Regions from separate parts of the Mus musculus genome. Here region 1 is linked to region 2. A link is a contact called in public HiChIP or PLAC-seq data. All regions are on one chromosome and are shown on one strand. Each heading gives the region's core, a stretch centred on a gene start, on an enhancer-like site or on the middle of the called end of the contact. The rest is flanking DNA. Distances are from core to core; before and after follow the strand shown.

The links. HiChIP or PLAC-seq counts read pairs in DNA pulled down with a chosen protein or histone mark.
Region 1: a contact with region 2 is called in an H3K27ac HiChIP or PLAC-seq map of bone marrow-derived dendritic cells, with 7 times the contacts expected there. The contact joins the enhancer-like site here to the promoter of Plxna1 in region 2. A contact is called at or near these places in 1 of 39 promoter capture datasets (the 3T3-L1 cell line), 12 of 484 Hi-C or Micro-C datasets (bone marrow-derived dendritic cells, bone marrow-derived macrophages, colon epithelium and 7 more), 11 of 115 datasets of contacts at active chromatin or transcription factors (CD8 T cells, bone marrow-derived dendritic cells, bone marrow-derived macrophages and 5 more) and 4 of 9 other capture datasets (adipose tissue, bone marrow-derived macrophages, liver and 1 more).

What each region holds. Positions count from the first base shown.
Region 1 is chr6:89,417,991-89,424,311 of GRCm38.p6, reverse strand. It overlaps Chchd6 (coiled-coil-helix-coiled-coil-helix domain containing 6), which reads left to right. Exons shown (of 8, transcript NM_025351.3): 6 at 4,494-4,564. Among named protein-coding and RNA genes, the nearest start is that of Gm52910, 9.5 kb to the right of the region's middle. Within about 2 kb of position 1,476, at least 134 of the 459 cell types and tissues checked have an H3K27ac peak or open chromatin away from gene starts, as enhancers often do. A contact at or near this core is called in CD8 T cells, adipose tissue, bone marrow-derived dendritic cells and 8 more, where this site is marked.
Region 2 is chr6:89,359,140-89,364,953 of GRCm38.p6, reverse strand. It overlaps Plxna1 (plexin A1), which reads left to right and starts at 2,341. Exons shown (of 32, transcript NM_008881.2): 1 at 2,341-2,547. Gm40415 reads right to left here and starts at 3,599. Exons shown (of 2, transcript XM_017321867.2): 1 at 3,556-3,599; 2 at 2,363-3,369. The coding sequence starts at 3,210. The coding sequence ends at 2,776.

The sequences.
Region 1 (6,321 bases), core at 227-2,726, 60 kb before region 2:
TAAGCTCTTGTTTCCATATCCATTGTCATATACATGGACACATGGGCCTCACCCTGACCTGCACTTGGGAGACTTGCTGCCAACCTCTGTGCCCCTACATCTTTCCATTCTGCTGCTTCTCCTAGCTCTGCCTGGGGATAGCAGGTCGATCTCTCCTGCCCACGACATGTTTTGATGCTATCCTCCCCTTCCCGCCTTCCCACCTTGCTTCTCTCACCCTCACACTCTCTTTTGATCTTGCAAATCCAGGCCCTTGGAGAAATCAGACAGTATGAAATATGAAAACTGCTTGGGAAGTAATTGAAGAAACACTGCGACTTTTGAAACCCACAGAGATAATGCTCACACCTTCTTACTCACATTATTTAATTTTTAATGGCAAATTTAATTAATGGAGATCAGGTCTTCTGCCTTCAGATGTGCTCAAGAAGCAGCTGCAGGCAGCGGAGGAGGGGCAGCTGTCTAGAGCAGAGGAAAAGGCATTCCAGAAGTGGGAACCTGAGGACTCTATGGGAAGAAAAGTCTCCAAAACTATCAGTTCATGATGGTGGGCACAGATGACGTGCGGACAGTGCAGGCCCATCAGAGAGCTGTCAGAAAGCCTGTGAGCTTCTGTGGTAACTGTAGCTCCCAGGTCCTGGGCAGTCCAGGACCCTCCAGTGCTGATGACCCCTCCAGAAAGATGGGACTCCATTGTCCACAGCTGCCACAGTCTTTTAAAAACAGTACTGCTTTGCTATTCCCTCACTTAAACAGACAGGCATAGTAGCTGAGGACTGTAATTTCAGCACTCAGGAGGCTGAGATAGGAAGAGCACTGTGACTCTTAGTCCAGTATTATCTACATAATGAGTTCCAGTTTAGCCTGGGCTATAAAACAAACCCTTGTTTCAAAAAACACAAAACAAACAAAGCCAGGGTTTTATTCACCCCTCATTGGAACTCAGGCTCTGAGCCTGAAGTTGAGTCAGCTGCACCCACTGAGTATCTTAGCCCTCCCTGCCCTTGATCCCACTGTTTGACAGTCTCTGCTCCCCTCATGTACCTGCACTGCCCTTTGGACACCCATGTTCTCTCTCTTCATGGGTCCTCCTCCTTGTTTGGCTCATATCTTCTTATCCTTTACAGTTCATTAGAAATAAATGCAGTCTTTGTCTCAAGACCCTGACTTCTAGAGTATTCTCTGTAGATAGGCTCATTCACACACAGAGCTGCAGGTAGGCACTTGTTCTCCTCAGCACTGTTTACAACGGTAGGAGAATTTGTTGGCCTAGAGGACATGGTAGGAGCTGTTTGACTTGAGGTGCAGAGGGCTTACTCACAGAGCCCTCCCCCCACTGTGCTCCCTCACAAGGTGCTCCTTCACAGGGTGTGCTTTCAGTGTGGTCCTTCAGAGTGCCCACTCACAGCGTGCCTCACAGAATGCTCTCTAATTAAAGTACTTGCCCACAAGGTGCTCACAAGTGTACCATGACCTCACCCAGAAGTAGGAAGGAGATGGGTGGGGCCAGGATACAAGCCCCAGCATGCTTGCCACTCACTATAACCCCTGGCCTGCTTTCACTTTTGAAAATATTGATGTGACAAAAATTGTGCTGTAAAGTTGAGTGCTAGTCTGCCATGAACTAGACCGTGGACTCCATTGTTGGAACCACCAGAGGCAGAGAGGGGGAGCGAGAGAAATACTTTGGTTGGGTTCAGTTCAGGTATCAGTTCCCAAGAAGACTGTCTGATCAAGTTTACAGGCTGCTCTGGTAGGTATTCTGACAGCTCAAAATACTGGCCTCATGCCCATTTGTAATTGTGACATTGTGGTGTCTGAGCATCCATATGGCCAGAGCACAGGCTCCAGTTGACTTGGATCCCACCCCCATTCCTAGTGTTCTCAGGATGAACAAATTGACCAGTCCTTAAGAAGCCCACAATTATGACAAGTTGTAGTCTACAGGATCCTTGTCCTTAATGAGGAAGGCTGGAGAACCAGGGGCTCATGGACAAATGAACCTCTGTTGTGGCTTGGAGACCTTTCCTGTGCTTCTGGGCCAGTGGTTGTTACACAGCCCACTGCCATGGGTCTGCACGGCAGTCAGGATGGGACCAATGGGGGATTTTCACTGAGTCATCATGAGGAAAATAGAGGAAGCTACGGGGGGGGGGGGTGGCAGTAACCACTTCTTGGCCTGTGGACACTTCCTATGACAAATCCTACTGACCACATGATTGGCTCTATGTCCCCTGGGACAGATGCATGCTGCCTACCATACAGAGCAATGGCTCTAGGCCTCTTCTGCTTGCCCACAGTACATGGGCCCCATCTCAGCCTTTGAGTCCTCTCTTTGAGAGGGACTCAGCAAGTGACTGGGCCTGGAAGCCTGTGATCTGACCCGTGAACACATATAGAAGAAAAGAAACTCAAAAGAGTTGGGTGGGTTTTTTATGAGGAAGAAAGACCCACGTCTGTGGAAAGAACACGAGGTTCTTTGTGGCTTCAGAAGCTCTACGGTGTATGTGGGTTGGGGAGATCTGGGTGCTTTTCTCTCACTCTGCAGTTAAGAAATCAAAGCTTAGAGGAAGTAAGTGGTTTACCACAGACTGCGGCCAGTACACACCAAAGTGCTGTCATACTGTGAGCCCATGAGCCAGGCCACATCCTCAGGAGGCTCCACCAGAAGCCCAGTGGTCACAAAGGAACATGTGCTAGAGGAATTGGGAGAGACTGATCAGGTTGCCTCTGCCTTTATCCTCAGCCACGACAGCCATATCAGGGAATGTCACACCATTTGAAGCAGGGATGTGAGCGCAAGGACTCAGAGGAGAAGCAGAAAGCTTCCCGAGTGTGCCATTAATATAGATCTTCTACTGCCAGGCTGTGAGGAAGACTTGTGTTTATTTCATGCCTGTTGTGTACTGAAGTTGTTGGCATGCCTTAGAGAAGGCTCCCTGGTGTGGAGAGAGGAAACTAGAAGGGATAAGCTAGATGACCTGCTCCACCTTCTAGTTCCTGGGCCTCCCCGCCAGGGACTCTGTGTTCCTAAGCTCTCCTGCAAGAGTCTCCTTTTCATGATGACCTCCCACCAATCCTGCCTGAGACTGTAGACAGTGGAAATCTCAGAGAGCGGATAAAGGTGGAGCCTGATTCCAGCCCAGACCTGTGTTCACCTAGTCTCCTAGAGGAAGTTCTCTGCCTTAGTTCCCTTCCCTATAGACCTAATCGGGTTCCACACCACATAATGTGCTCTCCTGGCAACCTGTATTCAGACTTCTCTTTTCCTGTCCATCCAGGGACTGGCTTGTTGCTTTTCTTCAGCAGGTAGGTAGAGCCAGGTGGAGCCTGACAAATGTGCAAGGAGGTCCAGCCCTAAGAGTCCAGAGTCCTTTCACTGTCATGTCAGTTTATTGCAAGGACTGATGAGCCTGAAGCTGTTTGCTCATCTCAAACGCCAAGAGTCCCTTATCAGGAGTGAATACATTGCTGTGCAAAGGACCTGACCTTGGCATCCACAAAGGGCCACACAAAGGCATCTGTTACTGGCTTCATACCCCACTCAAGACATCTGACCACTTACCCTACACCTCTGTACAGGGCCCACTTAACCCACCCTGTCTCAGCCTCCAGATGTGGCCTTCCCCTGCAGTCTATTTGTCTGACCAACTGCATGGATCTGAATACTCCCACCTGGAGTGCAAAGGCCTGAGGCTGAAAGGATGTCAGTATCAGTCTTCTCTGGGAGCAAACGAAGATGTCAGAGCTTTAGAGAAAAAGGAAAGTGTTAGGCTAGGCCTGTGTGACCAGAAGTGACTAACAAGTTAAGCAACTTACTGAAAATCACATTGTAACACCAGGATCAAACACAGCTGGCATGTTCTTGCTCCTAGGTTTGTCCTGCCATCCTGAGTCTGTAGGTATATGTGTAATGGATAACTTCAGAGAAGATAGGTCCATGCCTTAAGACCCTCCCACAGTGCATCATGGGAAGCAACAGAGCATGCCTCAGTCTAGGAGTCAAGACACTGGATAGCCCTGACACTGCTGCTCACTGTATGACTTTGGCTTGTCACTTGACCTCTTTAGGCAGCATGGCCCATTTGTCCAGTAGGGATGGGAATAAATCAATGTCAGCACATTCTTCTTTACAAGTAATAGATGTTTCAGGCTTTGCAGACCATGCAGGCTCCACCACAGCCATTCCACTGATCCTGCAGCATACAAGCTGGGTGTGTGTAGCCAGGAAACTTTATTTATAAGCAAGGTAGCCAGCAGATTTGGCCTGTGACCTGCAGCTTGCCACTCCCTGAACTAAAAGTTATCATGGTTTGCAGTCACTTTTCTGGGATTCCATCAAGTGATCAGCATGCCATGGGAGCTAGGACCTAGGCTAAGCTGACACCAATTAAGATATTAGCATCTGTCCAGTTCTATTGTGATTGTGTCCCACAAGCTTCTAGAAGAAGATGGTAACCTTTGGTAACTAATTTTGTGTTTTCTCTTTGTAGAATGCTGAGCTGTATAAACTGTCTTCCCAACAATTCCATGAGGCGGCTTCAAAAGCAGAGAGCACAATAAAGTAAGAATCTGCTTATTGTTCTTTGTAAACTTGCCTGCATTTGTAGAAATCCCCATGTGTGGCTTGAAACCTGCTGCCACCTGCCTGATGGCAAATATCTCTAATAACAAGACAGCCATCTGTTCATCAGCCCCCTCAGTTGGGCTGAAGGTAGCCATTGGCCATCAGTAATTACCCAGATTAGCACACAGCTCTTCTCAGCTCTTCAGTGTGTTACAGTGGGCTGCATCCACTGCCATTTTCTGGGGCAGCAGCTGCTTTGTTATCTAGCTAGGTGAGAGGCAGTGAACAGGCTCCATGGGATCTGGGGGTCAGCCCTGGCCCACTACTTTATGAAGAGTGGGGGATGGGGATGAGAGTGTCAGCATTTCCCCTGTGGGAGCCTCCTGTTCCTGCTGAACACACAGTGCTCCTCATGCTCAGGACACTCATGCTGTGCTCCCAAATGAAAAAGGCTCAGAGAGGTCAAAGACGCATGTGCCAGTACTTAGCCCCATCTGCCATGTTCCTGTGCTGCTGTCCGTGAGCACTCTGAGCCAGGATGTCAGAAACAGGGAGGCATAGGCTTTTTCATGAATCATTTGGGGAATAGCTTCTTGGGAAAGGAAAACCTTAAGTGTGAATATGGTCTGTGTGCCAGGAGACTGGGATTCTCTGATGAACTATTAACCCCTCTGCTCCCTTGGCAGTCTCTCTCCCAGCAAGTTAGGTGAGACACCAGAAAAGCCCATCATGGTACAAAATGGTTGGATATGATACCATGAGAAGAAAGTGTCAGAGGAGGATTGCATAGCTATGAGGTGACAAGTACTTGTAAAAGAAAATGCTATGGATATCCGTGACCCATGCAAAGAGCCAGGAGAATAGGGTGGAGAATGGGGATGTACAGTCAGAAGAGACCTGAGGATATGGTGGGGTACCATAAGGAACAGGCTTCCTTTTGTTCCCACCTTGTGAAACACTTGTAGCTAAGGGATGCTGATAAGCAGCACCAAGGAAGGAACAGAAAACAACAGTCTTGAAACCCTAAGTCCTAGGGACAATGGGAGTCTATAGTGTGGGCAGGCAGGGCTTTCCCATCAGGTGGAAGGAGACTGGAAAGGGATGGGTACACAGCCGTGGGAATGTTGCCCTTTCCCACCACCCCCACGAGCCTGAATAGTACATGTCTCCTGAATGACAGAGGACATTTAGGTGTGTGTCATCTGCCTACTGGTGTCCTTGCCTTCATGGAGGGACAACAGAACCTATTTTATAAAGACTTCCTGAGCTCTAGCTTCACCCCAGATTGTGAAAGCCTCGTGCCAGACTGGGAAGGAGAATGGGAGTCAGGTGATACCCATTGTCCCTATGCGGCGCCTGCCTCTCTATCAACAGGAAAGTAAAGCTGCTTCACCCTTCAATACCTGGTGCCCTGCCGTCTGCCTTTGTGAACCTGACTTCATTGTCAGAGGCTGCTTTTGCATCCTCTTGACCTCTGAAGACAAGGTAGAAATGGACCAATATGGTTTTTATGAGGTGAAAGTCTTGTGTGTTTGTAGCACACCTGGATGACCACTGCTTCTTGCTGAACCTATCTTGAATAGTAGTGCTTTGCCCACCTTCAGTTTGGTTCTCTAGTATGCTATTACTGCTCTCAGTGTACACATGGCTAGAAGGAGCTGGAAAAGATGTCAAGGACCCTTTGCCTGAGATCACAGCTGGTTGGTATACTTTGTATCTTACATGTCACACCCACCCAAAGTCACAGGAATTAA
Region 2 (5,814 bases), core at 1,092-3,591:
GAAATGGGCTAGGAGGCTCTGATGAGGGAACAGGGGGAAGACTGAAATGGCCTGAGGCTTGAACCTGGGTCTGGGAGAAGTGGGTCCTCCAGCATGCCTGGGTTCTCCCTATGCCTTCCTCCTTATCCCTTACCCCTAATACGGGGCTGTCAGAGGGGAGGAAGAGCCAGCTGAGCCCATTTGTAGGAGGGTCTGTCACAGGTGCAGAAATGGCCCTGAAACTGTTCGCTGCTGGAGCATGTGAAGGGAGGGGCCTTAAGAACCTTATTAGGCCCCCTTGACCAGAACCTTGCTCCTGGGACTACTCCTCTCCTTTCCAGTTCCTGCAGGGAAGTGACCCCCAAGGGGGAAACGCAGAGGGAGGAGCCCTGGCAGCAGCAGTCACAGCAGCTGTGCTGACTCACTTCCTTTCTCTGCAATGTGGTCAAGCCAAAGCTGCAGGCCCAGGTTCAATTCCAGCTCTTCTATGGTCACAGGCTTTCTTCTTCTGCTGCTTCTCGGGACTCAATAAGACCACATAAAAAAGAGCTGAGACATCAGTGGAGGCACAGTGCAGCTGAGAGGGATCAGTGGAACTACTAACTGATCCAAAGCAATAGCCCCTAGCTGGATTTCCTCCAGAAAAAGGTTTTCGGAGGTCACCTATCCCCTCCTGTGGGATGGTAGCCGTGTTTGTGTAGATTCTTTGGCGTTCTTCATGTATTCTGGATACCTATCCGCTGTGTGTGGGTCACAAAACAGGAAGAGCCTTGAGCACCTGCCTAGCTGTACTTCAGAAGACAGGTTGGCAAAGGCAGGTGTGAGCAGAGGCAGTCAGCCTCTGAAGCTAAGGAGCAGAGGCAACTCAGGGAACAGCTGGACAGGCACAACCCCAGTCTGCCTGTAACCTCCCCAAAGCGTTGCAAGTGGATTACCAAATCTGTGAGGCAGGTAAGGCTGTGGACTGGAAAGCAGAGCCAACTATTGGAAGCAGACAGGTGTGCAACTAGGAAGCCCACAGTTTGAACTGCACCTCTGGGCCAGACTCCAGGCTCTGCCACCAACCAGCGAGGGAGCTTGGGCAGGTCACAGGGCCTGCGCAGTCTGTCTACCCGGTTTGTACAGCACAGCAGAGATTTGTACATTCAGTATGTAGTGCCTGTGGAGTCCGACGGTAAGTGTAACTGTGGAAGAAGGGTCTCACCGCCATTCAGAAGCAAAAAGAACCAGCACCAACTTTCAGCCTGGCAAAATCAAACCATTACCTTTCCCACTGTTGCTGACACTTCTCCATCACGTGGAGGGGTGGGGTTTCACTTGGGGGAAAACCAAGTTTGCATCGTCTGTTGAAGCTAAAGACCAAGGTCTAGAGCAGGGGGCTCCAGTCCAGTAGCAGAAGAGAGGGTTAACTATCCAGAATAGCCTGTGCCACACAGTGAGAGCAAAGACTGACCACAGGACCCTGCATTCCTATCAGAGAGGAAGGCGGGACACCATTTCTATAGCATCCTCAAACAAGCTACACAAAAGAATATGTCATTCAGGGAGACAAAATGTAAACGGTCACACCCAAAGAAAAACCAGGCAAGGATGAGCACAGGGAAAGAGGGTGATGACTGCTTGGGAGACGAGTACGGACAATGGTCCTTACCGAATGAGCTGCACTGGGTCCCCCAGGCTGTGCCCAGTCAGCCTTCGCCCCTCCCACGACCACCTTTTCTGACTGCTCTGTTCTGTTCTGCGCACAGCTGCCTGCTTTGGTCTGGATGCCTTGCACTGGGTGACCTTATTGAGAAAGGTTCTCTACCCGACCGAGACCTGGCGCAATCCAGCTCTGCAGGCCAGCCCCGCGCCCGCGATCGACCCGGCGAGGTCTCTATCCTGCTGGGGTAGTTCTAACACGCCCCGCTGCAGGACCGCGTACCGGACAGGACAGTCGTCCTCTGAGCTTAGGCATCCCGGCACGCGCCACCTCCTGGGGCCTGCGGGGTGCAGTGCCGGTCCCACCTAAGCGATCGTTGCGCAGGCAGAGATGAGCAATAGGACCAGGGCAAGTGCTTCCTCCGGACTCAGTTTACCCTTCCGTGCACGAAAGCTGTACTTCCAGCCTGTGCTCCTTAAAGAGTGCATCGACTCCTGGGACCACCCGGACCACCTCACCCACCCCCACCCCAGTCCAGAGTTTTAAGGCTGAGGTGGCCATCGCCCTTTGAAGGCAAGCGGTGGGGCCCGCCGCGCGCGCTCTCGCCGCGGGGCCGAGCGCCCCCTGCAGGCCATCGCGGGTCCCGCCCCGCCCCCGCCCCCGCCCCCGGCCCCGCCCCCCGGCTTCGGCCGGCGCATGCGCGCGGCACGGCGCTCCGCGGGGCGGCGAGAGCGAGGCCGGTCCGCAGCCGCGCGGAGCTCAGCGCCCCATTCATGCTGGGCAGCGGCGACGCAGCCACGCAGCGGAGCGGAGCCCGGGCGCGGCGGCCTCGGCCTGGGCGGCCTGCGCGGCGTGGGCGGCCCCGCAGAGGGGCGAGCGGCGGGGCGCAACGATGGCCAGCGGCGGGACGCGCCCGGGGTTGGCGGGTGAGTCGGGGCGCAACTTTCCCCGCGGGCGGCGGGAGGCTCGTCGCGGCCCGGGGTCCCGAGTGGCCGGGGGGCGCTGGCGGCGGCCAGGGGGGTGTGCGCGGGGACTGCGGCGCGCGTGTCCGCGGCTGGCGTGTCCTGCGGTTCCGGCCGGGCGCCCGCGTGTGTCCGGGCGCGGTCTCCGCTATGGGCTGCCGCGTCCCGGCGGGTCGCAGCACGTCCGGGGCCCTACGATCCGGGGGGGCGCAATGTCTGTGGCCGCAGTCGCGGTCCCTTCCTCCAGGCAGGAGAGAAAGTTTGCAGTGGCCCCGCGGGAAGGGCCCTGCGGGTGCCCATGTCGGCCCGTGTTGCGCCGGGTCGGACCGGGCCGCGGGTGGGGACGTGGGCCGCAGGCGAGCGCCGCGCTGGGCAGGCCCGGGCAGGGCCGCGGGATTCGGGGCAGGTCCCTGGCTGCGCCTCGGGCCGGCCTGAGGCAGTGGGGTGGAAGTTGCAAGGCTTCGTGGGGACCCCCGCCCCCTCCGGCTCCGGCGCGCGAGTGGGCGCCGCAGCCAGCCCAGGCCCGCAGGCCCTCCACCCGGCTGCAAGGGGCGGTGCGGTGCCACCGGAGAGGACGCCGGCTCGGGCCTCCTCGGCCTCCCCCTGCGCAGGGCCTCCACGGGTCATTCCTTCCCCGGAGGATTCCCCTCTTGCTTCCTGGACGGTCCCAGGCCTGGTGTACGGCGAGGACGGCGGCGGTGATGGGCTGACTCTGGCTGCTGTAGGGAAGGGCGAGTGTAGATTCCTGGGAGGCCCCCTCTGCCTGCAGAGATCCCAGGTGCTGCCCTGGAAGGATACAAGAGGGCTTCAGAGAGGCTACTAGGTGGCCGGAGCCCTCTCAGTCTCATCGGTGGGGTGCTGGGGCCACGCCCCTTGAAAGAAAGGGGTGTGTTGGGGGGGGATGGGAACGAACTGAGCCTCTGCCCCTCTGCCAGGCTCCTACCTCTGGCTCTGGCTCCTGGTGCTACCTACCTCTTCCAGCAGGTGCTGCGGGTCTTCAGTCCCATCAGGGTGGTGCTATCCTGTGCTTCTCCAGCCCTCCTAGAGCACCCCCAGTTTTCCAGCTCCATTGCTTGTTGGGGGTGAGCAGGAGGAGGTAGTGCTGCATTAGGCTGGCCAAGAGTCTGCTGGGTCGGGGAAGCACTCAGCCAGTGCCCTAGGCAGAGGTGCAAAACAGGGACTCTGCTTCAGGGCTAGGCTGTCAGGCAGAGGGGAGGTGGCAGCTTGGAGCCCACCGAAGGTGTCTAAAGGCACAGAGGACAGCATGGGTGGAGGCTTGGGGTGTGTGGTCAGTGTTGGCTGAGGAATGTGTTCTTGGGTTTGGAACCAGACAAGATGTGGTGGACAAAGCCACATCTCTTGGAGCACCTGGACCGGGAGTGTGGGACCCCAGGGGAGACTAGAAGCTTGCACCCTTTCTGGAGAGCACGACTCCAGGGCCTCCATGTAGAGAGTAGACCGTTGGAGACCAACTCCTATGACCTCCCACAGGGTGGGGCAGGGTGACAAGGCAGGGAGATCCTTCTCTTGCCGCTGATGGGGAACCACTAGGTGAGATGTCAGTAAGACCGGCCTGTCCACAACCATAAGGCTCCAGAGCAGCAGGGCACAGGGAGCAAGCTGTCCTCCTGTGAGGGTTTTGAGGGCTTTGTTTCTGAGCAAGAACCATAGTGTTACTCAGAGTTGGGAGAGAGCAGAGTACCAGCTCTCTGCAGTCCACTGGAGGCCTGCTCCAGCGTGGCCCCTGGCAGAGTCCCCGCCGCATCTGCAAGCCCAGCTTCTCTCTCCTGGTCCCTGCTGCACACACCCAGCACCACCATGGCCCTCCTGTTTGACTTCTCACTTGTCCGTCCGGATCAGGGAGCTATGGCCGTTTGTAGTGCTCCCATCTGCGTGTCCAGCAGGTCCATGCCGACCCCCACCCCACCAGCATCCAGTGGACCTGGTTGTTGTAGAGCAGGTGGAAAGGCACCACCTGGGAGTTTCTGTAGGCTACAGTGGCCAGGCAGCTCGCAGAACCCAGAGTTTGTCTGTTCCCCTCCCCTAGCCTAGCTCAGCAGGCAGTATCAGACCATGCTTCTCAGGGGAACATTGTTTTCTGCGGGACCCTGTGCTGCCAGGGTCTCCACAGCAGCTCTGCTTCCTTTCTGTCAGGGCTGGCTGTGTGACCTTGGATCTGTCTGGATCCTGAGTCTTTGTATCTGGGGAACGTAGCCCAGGCGTCTTTGCTAGTCTTTGTGCCATGGTAGGTGTAGGCTTGGGATCCCCTTCTTTCCTGGACGGCAGCCCTGTACCCCCGGGCCAATCCCTTCCCAGCAGCTTCTGTTGGGAGGCGGGGGAGTGGGCCCAGGGCCAGGCTGGGGTTTGGATGGTGGCTTCTTCAGCCAGGTCCCTCCTGTTTAATATAAAAAGTAGGGCCCGTAATTGCATTAAGACGTGTATAATTATCCCGGAGGAGGGGAGAGCCCAGCCCCTGGTAATTGCAGGCCTGCTTTGAACTGATAAACGGTGAGTGATTCATGTTTTCTTTAGAGTTCACATAGACTCAGTGCTCAGCCCAGGCCCGTTTTGTCTGCAAGCAACCTGCTCTCTAGTCTGCTTTGGTTTTGAGGGTGGGAGGCCGATGGTGTGCTCCCCTTCTGGCTGCCTGTGGAGGCTCCTCTTGGCTGCTGGTCTGGGGGTATAAAGCAGCTGACAGTCTGCTAGGAGAGTTCCTGCAAGGAAGTACCACCCTGCATTTGCCCTGGGATTTAGGCCAACACTCTTTGCTGCCCTGAACCTTAGTTTCCCTATCTGCATGTATGTTGAGGATAGCTTTGCCCAGGCCTGGCCACTCCTAGTGTCTTTACTTACTTTCTCACTCAATCACAGTGTTTGCTGAACCTGCCTGGGCCCGGTGGCTCTGGAGAGAGAGTGTGACCTATTTGCACCCAGCTTATGATCTTTTGGGAGAACATTTGAGCAATAAGTAAGCCAGAGCCACTAGCCAGACCTATGCCACAGATTAAGACAGGCACCTGCGTGCTGCCAGCTACTGCCTGTGCAAGCAGATCAGAAGATGCATCTCAGGGTTACCTGAGCAGGTGTGGGGGCAGAGCAGAGCAAGGTGCCTTGCGCTCTAGACTCTGACCAGAGGAGTAAGGGCTGAGCACCTGTGACTGTCTTCCTGCCTCTGGCTAATTCCCCACCTGGACTTACAGAAGGCACCATCTTTAAGCCTCGGTGTTCCCA